3 separate regions of the Gossypium hirsutum genome follow, and all the other regions are linked to region 1. A link is a contact called in public Hi-C data. All regions are on one chromosome and are shown on one strand. Each heading gives the region's core, a stretch centred on a gene start, on an enhancer-like site or on the middle of the called end of the contact. The rest is flanking DNA. Distances are from core to core; before and after follow the strand shown.

Evidence for each region. A called contact is a pair of places that touch in the nucleus more often than the background predicts.
Region 2: a Hi-C map of leaf shows a contact between it and region 1, with 2.4 times the contacts expected there. The contact joins the enhancer-like site here to the promoter of LOC107909855 in region 1. A contact is called at or near these places in 5 of 34 Hi-C or Micro-C datasets (all in leaf).
Region 3: a contact with region 1 is called in a Hi-C map of leaf, with 2.9 times the contacts expected there. The contact joins the promoter of LOC107909860 here to the promoter of LOC107909855 in region 1. A contact is called at or near these places in 6 of 34 Hi-C or Micro-C datasets (callus, hypocotyl and leaf).

What each region holds. Positions count from the first base shown.
Region 1 is chrD02:56,277,622-56,281,638 of Gossypium_hirsutum_v2.1, reverse strand. It overlaps LOC107909855 (nuclear transport factor 2A), which reads left to right and starts at 2,073. Exons shown (of 2, transcript XM_016837541.2): 1 at 2,073-2,686; 2 at 3,868-4,017. The coding sequence starts at 2,393. The coding sequence ends at 3,942.
Region 2 is chrD02:56,648,068-56,652,084 of Gossypium_hirsutum_v2.1, reverse strand. No RefSeq gene overlaps it. Among protein-coding and RNA genes, the nearest start is that of LOC107908280, 16 kb to the right of the region's middle. Within about 2 kb of position 2,199, at least 8 of the 9 cell types and tissues checked have an H3K27ac peak or open chromatin away from gene starts, as enhancers often do. A contact at or near this core is called in leaf, where this site is marked.
Region 3 is chrD02:56,589,570-56,593,586 of Gossypium_hirsutum_v2.1, reverse strand. It overlaps LOC107909860 (stress-associated endoplasmic reticulum protein 2), which reads right to left and starts at 2,219. Exons shown (of 3, transcript XM_016837547.2): 1 at 1,977-2,219; 2 at 1,205-1,361; 3 at 693-960. The coding sequence starts at 1,979. The coding sequence ends at 914. It also overlaps the pseudogene LOC107909861.

The sequences.
Region 1 (4,017 bases), core at 824-3,323:
AGGGATCATTTTTACGAGCTTTTTATATTTTTTTTCTAATTTTTAATTTTAAAGAATTTTTAATTTTTTAGAATTCTTGAAAATTGTTGATACTGATGCTTAACAAGGAAGGATAAAAAAGGAGAAGATAATGGTGACAAAGAGATCAATTCCCTTGTTATAGGCAGAGAGTCAGAGTATTTAAGGAAGATGAGAAAGAGGAGGAGAAAGGAGAAAGGAGACTAGAGTATATTGCTTAAGGGAGTAAAAGTGGGAATAAGATCCCTTTTGTATTGTATGTTTCATCAATAGCACGAGCGGTGGTCTGCTCGTGTGGTCAGTCAAGTGGCAGGTCTGTTATATGTTGGTTATTGTTAAGTGTAATTTTGTGTAGACATACTCTAACATTCTATTTACGGAGGTAATACTAAGTTTTTTCATTAGTCCTTTAGTGGTCCCCTCTTGGGGGTAAGAATGTGTCGCTAATAGTAGGTGGCATGATGGAGAACCTATTATTAGTGGGTGGCTTGATAGGAGGGCAAACAGTAGAGGTGTCCATAGGTAGAGTCGGGTCGGGTTCTGACCGAGCCCAATCAAAATCTAAGGCTCGATTGGTAAGCTTGGGCCTTGCTCGACCCAAAAAATAAGATTAAATTTTTGTTAAAACTCGGCCCTGATTATATATATATGAAACTCAAGCTTTGATGAAATGAGGTAAGCCAATGTGTATATATATTCTTGCTTCACAAAACCCCTTAAAACGTTTACTATTTTTCTTTATTATGCTTGTTTAGAATAATATGATATAAATAAACTAATTTTATCAAAGAAAAGAAGACGACGAAAAAGAAATTGAGATGGGTGATTTTCTTTCTAAACAGACCATCCATGGCCGCCGCACCGTTACAAGTTTCTACTTTCGGAGAGGGAAGCACTGCTTCGATTAATGATAGTACTAGTCATAATAAGCCTTCCCAACTATAAAGAAAACAATCTACAAAGCAGAAGTATGGGTTTATTGTTGATAACTTCTCAACCTTCGATCAGGTTCCCTTTTTTTTTTTCTTTTTCCTCTCAACTTGAAAATAAAAGAAAAGAAAACTAGGAAGCAGGAAGAAGTAGTGGTGACAAATGAAGCAGGAAGCAGCAGTGGCGAAGAAGTATGAAGCAAAAAATAAATTTAGTCATTAAAGATTAGGGAAGGGGAAATAGAGATCGGAAAGGGAATTAGGGATTGGGAAGGGAAAAAGGAATATGAGGAACTTGGTCTGCTGGGAACAGGGTAAAATATTTAGGTTAATAAAATCAGGCTAGGCTTGGGCTGAAAAAACTTTACCCGAAGCCTAATTTATTTTTTAAATGGGCTTTATTCTTAAGTATAAATTCAATTTTCAAGCTTATATAGGTGTACGACGCGATCGATGGACTAAGTATAATGAACAAGCGGTCAGAGGCGGGTGGGGTGGCTTTCCTATGGGTGGCATGAAGTATGTTAGTGGTTGATTATGAGGTGATTAACTGGAAGTTCATCTGTAGGGGCCTCTTAGATCATTTCTCTTGGGGTTACATATCTAACCAGAGCAGGGGTATAACAAAAATGTTTATAATTTTTATATATTTTGAAATTTTTTAATTTTAAATTACTTGCTGAGTGACATACACAACAAAATAGTAGCACGGAAATTATAATGTACTTGTACATATGGTATAATTTCTAATGGTTTTGTTAAATTGTAGTGGAAATTTTTCAATTTGATAAAAACTCAAAAGATAAAAAGGGTTCAGGATAGTAAAAAGGAAAAAAAAGCAGATGCTAAATTGACAAAAGTTATAAATGTTAGAGGTTAAACTGGTAATTATACTTCAATTTTAAACGGAATTAATGAAAGAAAAGTTATCCAATGGACTGAAAATGAGTCATTCAAAAAGTAAAGATTCAATCAAACAAAAGTAATGAATTAAATCCAAACAAATTGATAAGTAGAGGGACTATTCTTAAGATTTACCAATAAATTTGCTTGGCTTAGCTGCGTTACATTGACGCAAAGAAAAGAGGGTTTATAAGAGAGGGGCCTTTCTACAGTGACTGATAAATAAAAGAAATGAAAAAAATGAAATTTAGAAAAACACTCCGGCAGGCATCCACTGTTTGATTTTGATATTAATTTTTTCATGATTCAAAATGAACCGTTGGATAAATCCTCCTATAAATACACATTATTATTTATTATTATAAATAAGAAAAAAAGAGAGAGATAAAAAAGGAAAACCCTCTCTCAAATCTTGGCTCGCCAGTCGCCTCTCTTTCTTCTTCTGCTTCTTCTTCTTCATTCTGTTGGCTGCTGCTGCTGCTTTGGTGGCGTGATTTAGAAGCCACAACTCAATTTCATATAAAGAAAAAAAAAAGAGTGAGATGGATCCAGACGCAGTAGCCAAGGCCTTCGTCGAGCACTACTACTCCACATTCGATGCCAACCGGGCCGGTTTAGCCAATCTCTACCAGGAAGGTTCCATGTTGACCTTCGAAGGTCAAAAGATCCAGGGCTCTCAGAGCATCGTGGCTAAGCTCACCAGCCTTCCTTTCCAGCAGTGCAAGCACAACATCACCACCGTCGATTGCCAGCCTTCCGGCTCCGGCGGCATGCTCGTATTCGTCAGCGGTAACCTCCAACTCGCTGGCGAGCAGCATGCTCTCAAGTTTAGCCAGGTATTTTCTTATTAGCTCAGCCATCTACTGCTGATCTTATGTGTCACTCTTGAATTCATCGGTTATATCCTTGTGTTAATTTCACGATTCCATTTCATATTGGTGGAGTGGATCTTTTAAGTTGGTGTTTTGATCTGACTGAAGTGGGAGCGGTAATCGAAATGTTCTCTATGGGATCTTAATAATGGTCCTATCTGTGATGTTTAAGCCTTAATGCTCATCGGATTTGCTTAAGATTACAGTTCCAGGAATTGCACATTTTTCATTCATTTTGCATCTATATTGATGGGATTGGTTAAAGTAAAAAAAATGTTATTTCGGCTATAAACCCGATTTCATTGTGCATAATACGTTTTGGAAGATGTGGATTTGTTTTTGGATCCACCATCTTTCCATAGAACCTGCTCCACTTTTACTTTGTTTTGCAACCTGGAACTGCACATTTACATGTTCCTTGTCATCAATTATTTGGACCCTGTCGCTCCTGGATATTCCTCTCCTCTTGCTATAAGCGTGGTGTGGGCCGTAGTTGTGTAGGTAATTGTACTATAGACTCTGCATTCAAGAGCTTGCTTTTGTTTCATTTTGTTTATTGCACCCTTTGCTAGTACTTATTTCATTTTTATACTTGTCCTTTTCGCATAAGTGACAGAGGTCCTCTCAGTGCTCACTCTGAACAATTATCTGCCATCTCCCTTGATGTTGTTTCTTGCGACTCTACTGGATATAAAAGAAAATCCACTACCACACCCCCCCTCCTCACCTGGAGACATTGATGATTTCCTTATGGTTTATGTCTTTCATTCACGTGGAGCAAACTTATATATGTGTTTCATCTATGTTGATAGTTAAACAATGTTTATCCCAGATTACATTTTTTTTGAAGTACACATTTGTATTCAACATATTTTTGGGTATAGATATGGGGATATGAGCCTCCAAGATCCTCTAAATTTTATAACTTTAGGAAATTGAATATTCAGACATCGACATTAACACCCCAATTTGAGCAACATAGTAGTTAACTGTTTTATGTTGCCTAAAATTATGAATGCAAAGACATTATGTTTTTAATGTTATGTTTAGAAAACTAATAGATATTGCATCCACCAATGCCTTGGTTCAGTTTCATTAACAACTTTACTAACCTAGGTTGTCTTTATGTTGCATTCTGCTATCAGATGTTTCATTTGATGCCAACGCCACAGGGAAGCTTTTATGTGTTGAATGACATATTCAGGTTGAACTACGCGTGAAGACGATGATTAATCAAGGGATGGGAGTACAATGCCTGAGGATTTAAAACACGTTTTTGCCTATTTTAGGCTTAA
Region 2 (4,017 bases), core at 950-3,449, 370 kb before region 1:
TAAAAGGTGCAAAAGCCTGCAGAAGAGGTCCAGAAATTTCACACTTGCTTTTTGCATATTACTGTATTTTGTTCGGGGAAGCATCAGATAGGGGTGCTAGGGTACTAAAGGATATTTTGAAGGAATATGGAGAGTGTTCTGGGCAACGTGTTAATTTCAATAAGTCTACAATATTTTTTAGTACGAATACATCTGATGAGAAGAAGGAAAAAGCATCGGCAAAGTTGGGGGTTAGGATCTCAACAAACTTAGAACGTTACTTGGGGCTTCCGAACATGGTTGGTCGAAGAAAAAAGGAATCCTTTCAGCATTTAAAAGATAAGATTTTTACTAGGATTTATGGGTGGAGTACTAGATTGTTATCCCAATGAGGTAAAGAAGCCTTTATTAAATCAGTGTTACAGGCCATTCCAACCTATGCTATGTCGTGTTTCTTACTACCAAAGACTTTTTGTGGGGAATTTGAAAACATATTTGCTAAATTTTGGTGGCAGAAAGCGCATAGAAGAAGAGGTATTCATTGGTGTCAGTGGAAATATTTATGCCGTCCTAAAGATGAGGGTGGATTGGGTTTCAGAAATATGGCCCAATTTAATATCTCCCTTCTAGCTAAACAGGGGTGGCGTATTTTGTACAATCCAAATTCTTTAGTAGCATAAGTATTAAAAGCAAAGTATTTTCCAAAAGTTGATTTTTTAAATTCACAATTGGGGAATAACGTTTCGTATACTTGGAAAAGTATTTGGGCTACTAAGGGTGTCTTCGCTAAGGGATTATGTTGGAGGGTGGGTAAAGGTACAAATATTTCAATCAGTCGTGATTATTGGATTCCAGTTTTACCGCGTGATAGATTACTAGTTTTAAATACGAATTTGAATGATAGTAATGTTGCGGAATTAATTGATTCAAGCAGTAGAACATGGAAAAAGGAGTTGATAGAGTATACCTTTCCGGAGGATGTAGCCGACATGATTCTCAGTATCCCGCTGGCTGAAAGACCACATGAAGATTTCCAAGTATGGAGTGCTGAAGCGTCGGGTGAGTTCACAGTTCGTAGCGCCTATAAACTATTACAAAGTATTGCAAATGATCCTAGAGCTTATGCTTTACAAGCTGACTATAAAGACTTCTACAGGAAATTATGGCTACTTAATCTACCTTCAAAAATAAAAATTACACATTGGAAGATCTCTTGGAATTTCCTAGCTACTCGAGTTTAATATGCTACTTAGACGACTAACGGATACATCAATGTGTCCTCGTTGTGGCTCTAGATCTGAATCTATGGAACATTTTTTTTCGAGAATGCCCTGTTACAATATCAGTGTGGAGAGAGTTATCATTTCATAAATATGAGCAGGAAAACCAGATGGGGTTTCTACAGTGGTTAACCTGGGTTTTTACACAAAGCTTGGCATCCCAGCGTCGGATCTTCTGTGTTGCAGTATGGGCCATTTGGGGAGATAGGAATAACAGACTGCACAACAAAGGGAGTAAATCTGGAAAAGAAATAGGGAGATTTGTTAATAGCTACATTTTAGAGTTAGATTCAGTTGGTAAAAATAGTCGACAAACTTCCATAACTGTTAAAAAATGGAAAAACCAATGGACAGTTTTGTCAAAATCAATTTTGATGCAGCATATGAAAGAGGACAAAATAAAGCGGCTATCGGAGTTGTGGCCAGAGATAAAGAGGGTTCAGTTCTCTTATCTTGTTCGGAGGTTCATCAAAGGGTTTCCTCAGCCTTTGGAGCGGAAGCAATCGCGTGTCGGAAAGCTCTCCAGATCAGAGTTCACATGCAGTGGGAAAGAGTTATTATTGAAGGAGACTCTTTATCAATAATAAAGAAATGCAAAACAAAAAGCCCAGATAAATCACTGGTTAGTGCGCTTATTCATGACATCCATCAGCTTTTGTTATATTTTAAGGAATGTAAGTTCGAGCATATCCCAAGATCAACAAATAGCCTCGCGCATATTTTAGCAACTGAAGCGATTAAGATTAACAAAGGAGGTTACCTGGTCGGACGAGTCCCTGGAGTTGCAGAATTTCAAGCAGAAAACGAAAGGGTGAGAGAACCAAATTGAAGCAGGAAAAGGGAGAAATGGAGGAAAGGAATCGGAGAAGGGCAGATATCAAAGTGACTATACAAAGCTCTCGGGTGATTCAAAACGTCTTGAAGTAGAAAAGATGTTGAAGTGACAAGATGTGTATTGACTTTTAATACTGATTGGGCAGATGGAACGGCTGAATTAATGTGCTGTAGAGATTGTTTCCTTTTTTCATTTTCTAGGTGATTAGGTTTCCTTTTAGTTTGTTTTGTTTTTCCTTTCGTTGGGCCTAGTCTGGTTACTAGGCTTGCTCTATTTATTTTTCTAGGACTATTTGTGTAATTAATAGTTTAATTAAAGCCCAATCTGTGATTTATCTCAAAAAAAAATTCGAAAGAACCCATTCTTGAAAGAAACTCTGTTAAATTGTCCACGTGATGGAAGGCCATAACATTTATTTTAGGATTTAATTAGGTACATCATTCCGCTATAAGTCCAAAGTTGAGCTATAAACCATTAAAACTAAATTAACATTTATCGTTACGCTATAATATTTTTCAATAGACACCAAAAATTCATATTTATCATTAGCAAATTATGTAACACGAGAAAAATGAATATAGAAAAAATTATTAATAATTAAAATTTTTAAAAAATTAATTAAAGATGATAATTCATAAGAAGTAGAGGCAACAATAGCATTATTTGCATAAATTTTAGAATTTCTACATTTATTATTCATTTTTAATGTGCAAAATTTTATATGATGAAACAAGCCATTTATAAAACTAAAAATATATTTGCTTACAAGAGAGTTTATAGGTATTTTGGATGACAACTATAAAATAAAAATTTATAAAATTAGGCTAAATAAGTTAAGTATGTCTTATTCTTTTTTTTAGTTAGCCTTTTAGGTCGTTTTTTTTTAAATTATGGAAATAGGTCAATTTTGGAGAGAGTGTGTAAAAGCACATTCAGCTGGGGACACTTTCCTCCAACGGTCATTTTCCCTAACGACTTTTTAAACATTGGAAATGGTAAAATTATTTAAAAAGGCCAACGGTAATATTTTTTTCCTATAAATACCAAGTCATTTTTTATTCTTTTCACTCAAATCCAAGTCTCTCTCTAAACTCTCAATTCTCTCAACTCTCTCAGTTCTCTCAATTCTTACCATTTTTATTCGACATTTTCTTACACACTTTATTTAAAATACTATAGTTTTATTTAATTATTTTGTATATTCATTTCAGTTAAAATTTCAGTAATGACAAGCTCTCTAATTCGTTTCAGCAATAAGCACATTTCCACCGCTCAAGTGATAATGGTAAGGAGAAATTTTAAATTTCGTTATTTTCAATTAAGTTAAATTTAAAGTTTTTAAAATTTTAAAATATTTTATTTTTAATATAAATAGGCGGATGATTGTGTTTTGGAGGGGTTCATACATAATTTGTCAAAGAGCTCAAACACCGAAATTCATGGTTACTTACAAAACGTGGGATTCTTGCATGCGTTTTGTATGCTCGGGGGCTATAAACTCGACCCTACACTCATCAGCGCTAGGTGGAAAGATGGAGACTGGAGACACACACTTTTCATCTTCCATACGGTGAGTGTACAATCACACTCGAAGAGGTAGCTTTACAATTAGTTTACCAATAGATGGGCCAGTTGTTACAGGGTCAACAATCATTCTCGGTAAAGAGGTCCTTTGCGAGGCATTTTTGGGAAGATGTCGGACAAGTTTCAAGGTGACTGGATAAATATGAAGTGGTTGGAAACTAATTTCAAATATCTTCCTCTAAACACGCCCAACGTCGTCAAAGAATAATACGCCTGAGCATTCATCTTAAGGTTAATCAAGGGCATTCTAATGCTCGATAAATCTCAAATTTTGGTACACATAAGGTGGCTACTACACCTAGTCGACTTCAAAGAATGCGGACGACTGAGTTGGGGATC
Region 3 (4,017 bases), core at 970-3,469, 310 kb before region 1:
GCTTAGAGTTTTACGGGAAGCACGTACGAATGACTTGCTCAGGCAACGAAGGTTTGCTCATGTTGCAAATGAGATCGAGACAAATGAACCGATTAGTTACATACAATGTGATGAGCAGGGAGTGGCTTAAAGTTCCTGGATGTGTTGTACCACGGGGTAGAAAGCAACAGCGGGTAGCATGTTGCATTGCCTTTAACCCCTGCTTGACTGCTACTGCTTGATTTCCAACCCTTTATGTTTCAAGGAAACTATTTCCTATTTTAATGTTTCCCGATTATGTTCGATTGCTGCTAACAAGTCCCACCTAAGGCCGGATTTTCTTTTTGGTTGCATGGAAATTGGAATGGGCTTTTTCTTTATTTTCTTCTTTTTGTTTGGACATGTGGGTGAATAACACGCTTGGTTCTTAATGAGGCGTGTGAAACTTCTGCTGTCTTGTTGCATTGAGATAATAGTGACACAGGTAAATTGAGCGGTTAAGCTTCCTCTTTTAATAGATTCATTATACTAAACAGGAAATTCTCTACTCAGTGCTAAATTTGATGAATGAGGTTCATATAGAAGCTAAATCTAGCGGGATTGCATGTGAGAAAGCTCGAATAAATAAAAATCTTTACGCATCATCTGCTGAAGCTGTTGGTATAACCATTCAAATACCAAGTTACTCGGGTAACTCGGTTCAACCACTAATATATCAGTTTTTTGTCCATCTCATTGCATAAATGAAAAAAGTAGCAGACAAAGCACAATGACCAGACAAAGAAAGGGGAGGTCTTATTCAAATTCCGAACATTTCACAACGTAAGCATATCTCTAGTAAATATATCATCAGTTTCCCTACAAAACTAACAGAAAAGAAAAGCCCAATGCAAGACCAGTCTCCTCGCAATTCCTTAACACCAGAAGTGCAGACTTATGCCATACCTCCGCTGGTCGCTGTCCTGATAATCTGGAAGAGAGCTGTTACGGTGAATGTAAACGAAGTTGATCAGTAAATCATGACAGACAGGACATGCAGAAAATCTTGACTCTAAATTGTAATTATAGATATTTTAATTTAAGCAAATATCCTTGAAGATTACAATGATGAAATTAACTGAACACCAAGAAAAGCTAAACATATTACACTTTCCAACGAAGAAACCAGACAAATTATCCATACACATCGAATAAGGAAATATGATGGCAAAGAAAGAATCCTTACATGATCCAATGACGACGAATATGAAGAACCCAAGAAGCACAGGACCAACAGGATAATCCTTCCCCTTCTTTGTGGTTGTCTCAGGCACAGCTCCTCTCTTTGTTATGTTCTTTTGGAACTTCTCCACCTTTCTTTCTGCAAGACGCCTTGATGTTGTCTGCCCAAAGCAGAAAAAGTAGGGGGATAAAGTATAAATTTAAATAGAAACAAAGCAATTTTATTTTTCTTTTAGGGAATAAAAGGGTCAGGGTATCCCATGACAGGCCTGGCCTAATTTGGCGATGGATCTTAACATTTATACAAGATTTATGAGAAATATACATGACGTTTCGAATCAGTTTTGAACTGTGAAAATATAATTCGAACTGTTGACCAAAAAATAAGAGACAATTCGAACTATTTGCATATGACAGGTCAACAGTTCTAAATTAATACAATAAGGAAAAGCAATATAAAGACGAATAAATTATTCAAAAGATTTTCGAACAAATACAAGATAAATTGTGAGGCATATATATGCCATTTAGATCTATAATCGCTGAAATCTACAAACGATTTTATAAACACGCTAAAATGTAGATCCATAATCTATATTCGGAAAGGACGGAAGACAAACAAGAAGTTTATATTGGATCCACTCAGATACAAGAAGATCAAGAAAAATAATAATCAAATTAATAGGAAAAATAAATATGAAAACTGTGAAGTGAACCAATTATCAGAAAAAAAATACAAATTAACAGTTTCTTAGAAAAAGAAAATAAAAACTCACCATGATGACGGATAGATCAGATAGCCGGAGAAGATTGAAGAGAGAAAACGCAGGAAAATTGCAGGATCTCGCTAATTCCCTGCGAATTATTTTCTCTCTCGACCTCTCACTTTCTCGCGAAAATCTCCGGATTTGATAGAGGATGTCAGCTATCCGTCCGCTTTATATAGTGCTGAAGACGGAAAAATAAATGATAATTGAAGGTCACGCGTAAGTAGCGTCACCGGCTTCGCTCTCATTGGGCCTGAACCTCAGTCAGAATACGCGGCGCGTTTTCATTGGTTCTTTTTTACACGTAGACGTGTGGGATTTAAGACTTCGCTTAAATTTAAGCCGTTTGTTTTCTTTTAAAGGGTTAATTCAAGCAAACGTCCTCAAATTATGATTCAAATTCTAAATTAGTCTCTAAAGTTTAAATAATATTTTTAATGAATATCCTAACATTTTAATGGACCTCACTATACCCTTGATTCTTTTTCAAATTTTGATACTCCACTTACTTTCCTTTTTATATATTTTTATTGAAAAAATTGTGATAATGATCATACCATTCCAAAATTTTATTGCAAATAGCAGTTTATATACTATATTTTAATTTTTTTTATTAAGGTTTAAATGTATAATTGGAACTCAAATTTTTTTACTTATTTTAAATTAGTGTTTATGGGTTTTTTTCTAAATTGGTATCTTAATTTTTTTTAGGTCAACTAAATCGGTACTTAAATCTAACCCTTGATGTCATAATCTAAAAAAATATTTTTAAAATTATTTCTTTTTTTTTTCTTTAGTTTTCCCTGTGACATTTCTTCCACCCCAATTTCTTTTCTTTTTCCCGGTGACCTTTCTTTTTCCCACTATCCTTTTCTATTCTTTTCTCTACTAAACACGTTTGCTTTCAATGGCTGATTCCAATTCCTCTCCTTCACATTCTGCTATTGCTGCTGCTGCTGCTGCTTCTTTGTTTGACGTAGAAGGTACTGAGAAAATAAAGTTTCTAGACATGGAGGAAACAGGTTCAAATTCGGGCTACAAAGATTCTGATTACCCAATAGACTCGAAATGAAGAACTAGTAACTGAAACCTGACAATTAATAAAGTTTCTGGATAGTTGGATTTTTTTGTTTGTTTCCTGGGAAAATATGAGAAAGAACACAAAAAAAATAGTTTTTTTTTTGTTCACTTTGCTTTCTTTTTAGCTTCTAGGTTTATCTTTGTTTTATATTTCGAGCCTTGGTTCATCTTTTTTTTTTAATTTTCGTATTCAATTTTTTTTTTCTATTTTTTCAGTTTTTGGGTAGTTAGATTTTTTTTATTTGTTTCTTGAGAAAATACGAGAAAGAACAAAAAAAAGGGTAGATGCAGGCAACTCCATTAGATTTTTATCTTTTTACTTAATAAGTTTCTAAGGATTTAAAGCTTTTTATCGAAGAATTCATTTTGTAATTTGTTTGTTTGTTATAGTGGCTATTTATGGTGAAGAAGGATACTATGATTTGCACAATGATTTTTAAACAAATTAGGTACTATTAATTTTGATATTATTGTTTGCTTCATGAAATTGTATCTTACATTACCCTCTTTCTTCTCCTTTTTATTATCACTACTTTTCCTTCCACACAATATTTACAAATAAAACAAAATTGAGAGGTAAAGTAAAATAAACATGGTGGACATATAGCAAGCAGACGAAGTGGAAGGGCCATTACCGATAGTTTCATTTGAGACGGTTGGTCCAATTGGGTTCCCATCACAAGGTTATCTAAGATAGGTGAAAGTGTAGTTCAGCTCAGTTGGTTCAAGCCATGAGTTTTTATGGTTAGTTTGAAAAGGGGAGGGGAAGTTGTGGGAGTTGGTTGATGGTGGCTGAAAAATGGGGAGGAACATGAAAAGGGTTTAAGATATGTGATTTTGGTGGTAATTAGATGGTGAGAAAGTGAGTGAAAATTTTTGGGGTAAGAGTTTTTGACAGAAGAAAGAAGGGAATGTGAAATCATGAGTTTTTGATAGAGGAAAGAAAGTAGGAATGATGAAGAAAAAGAAA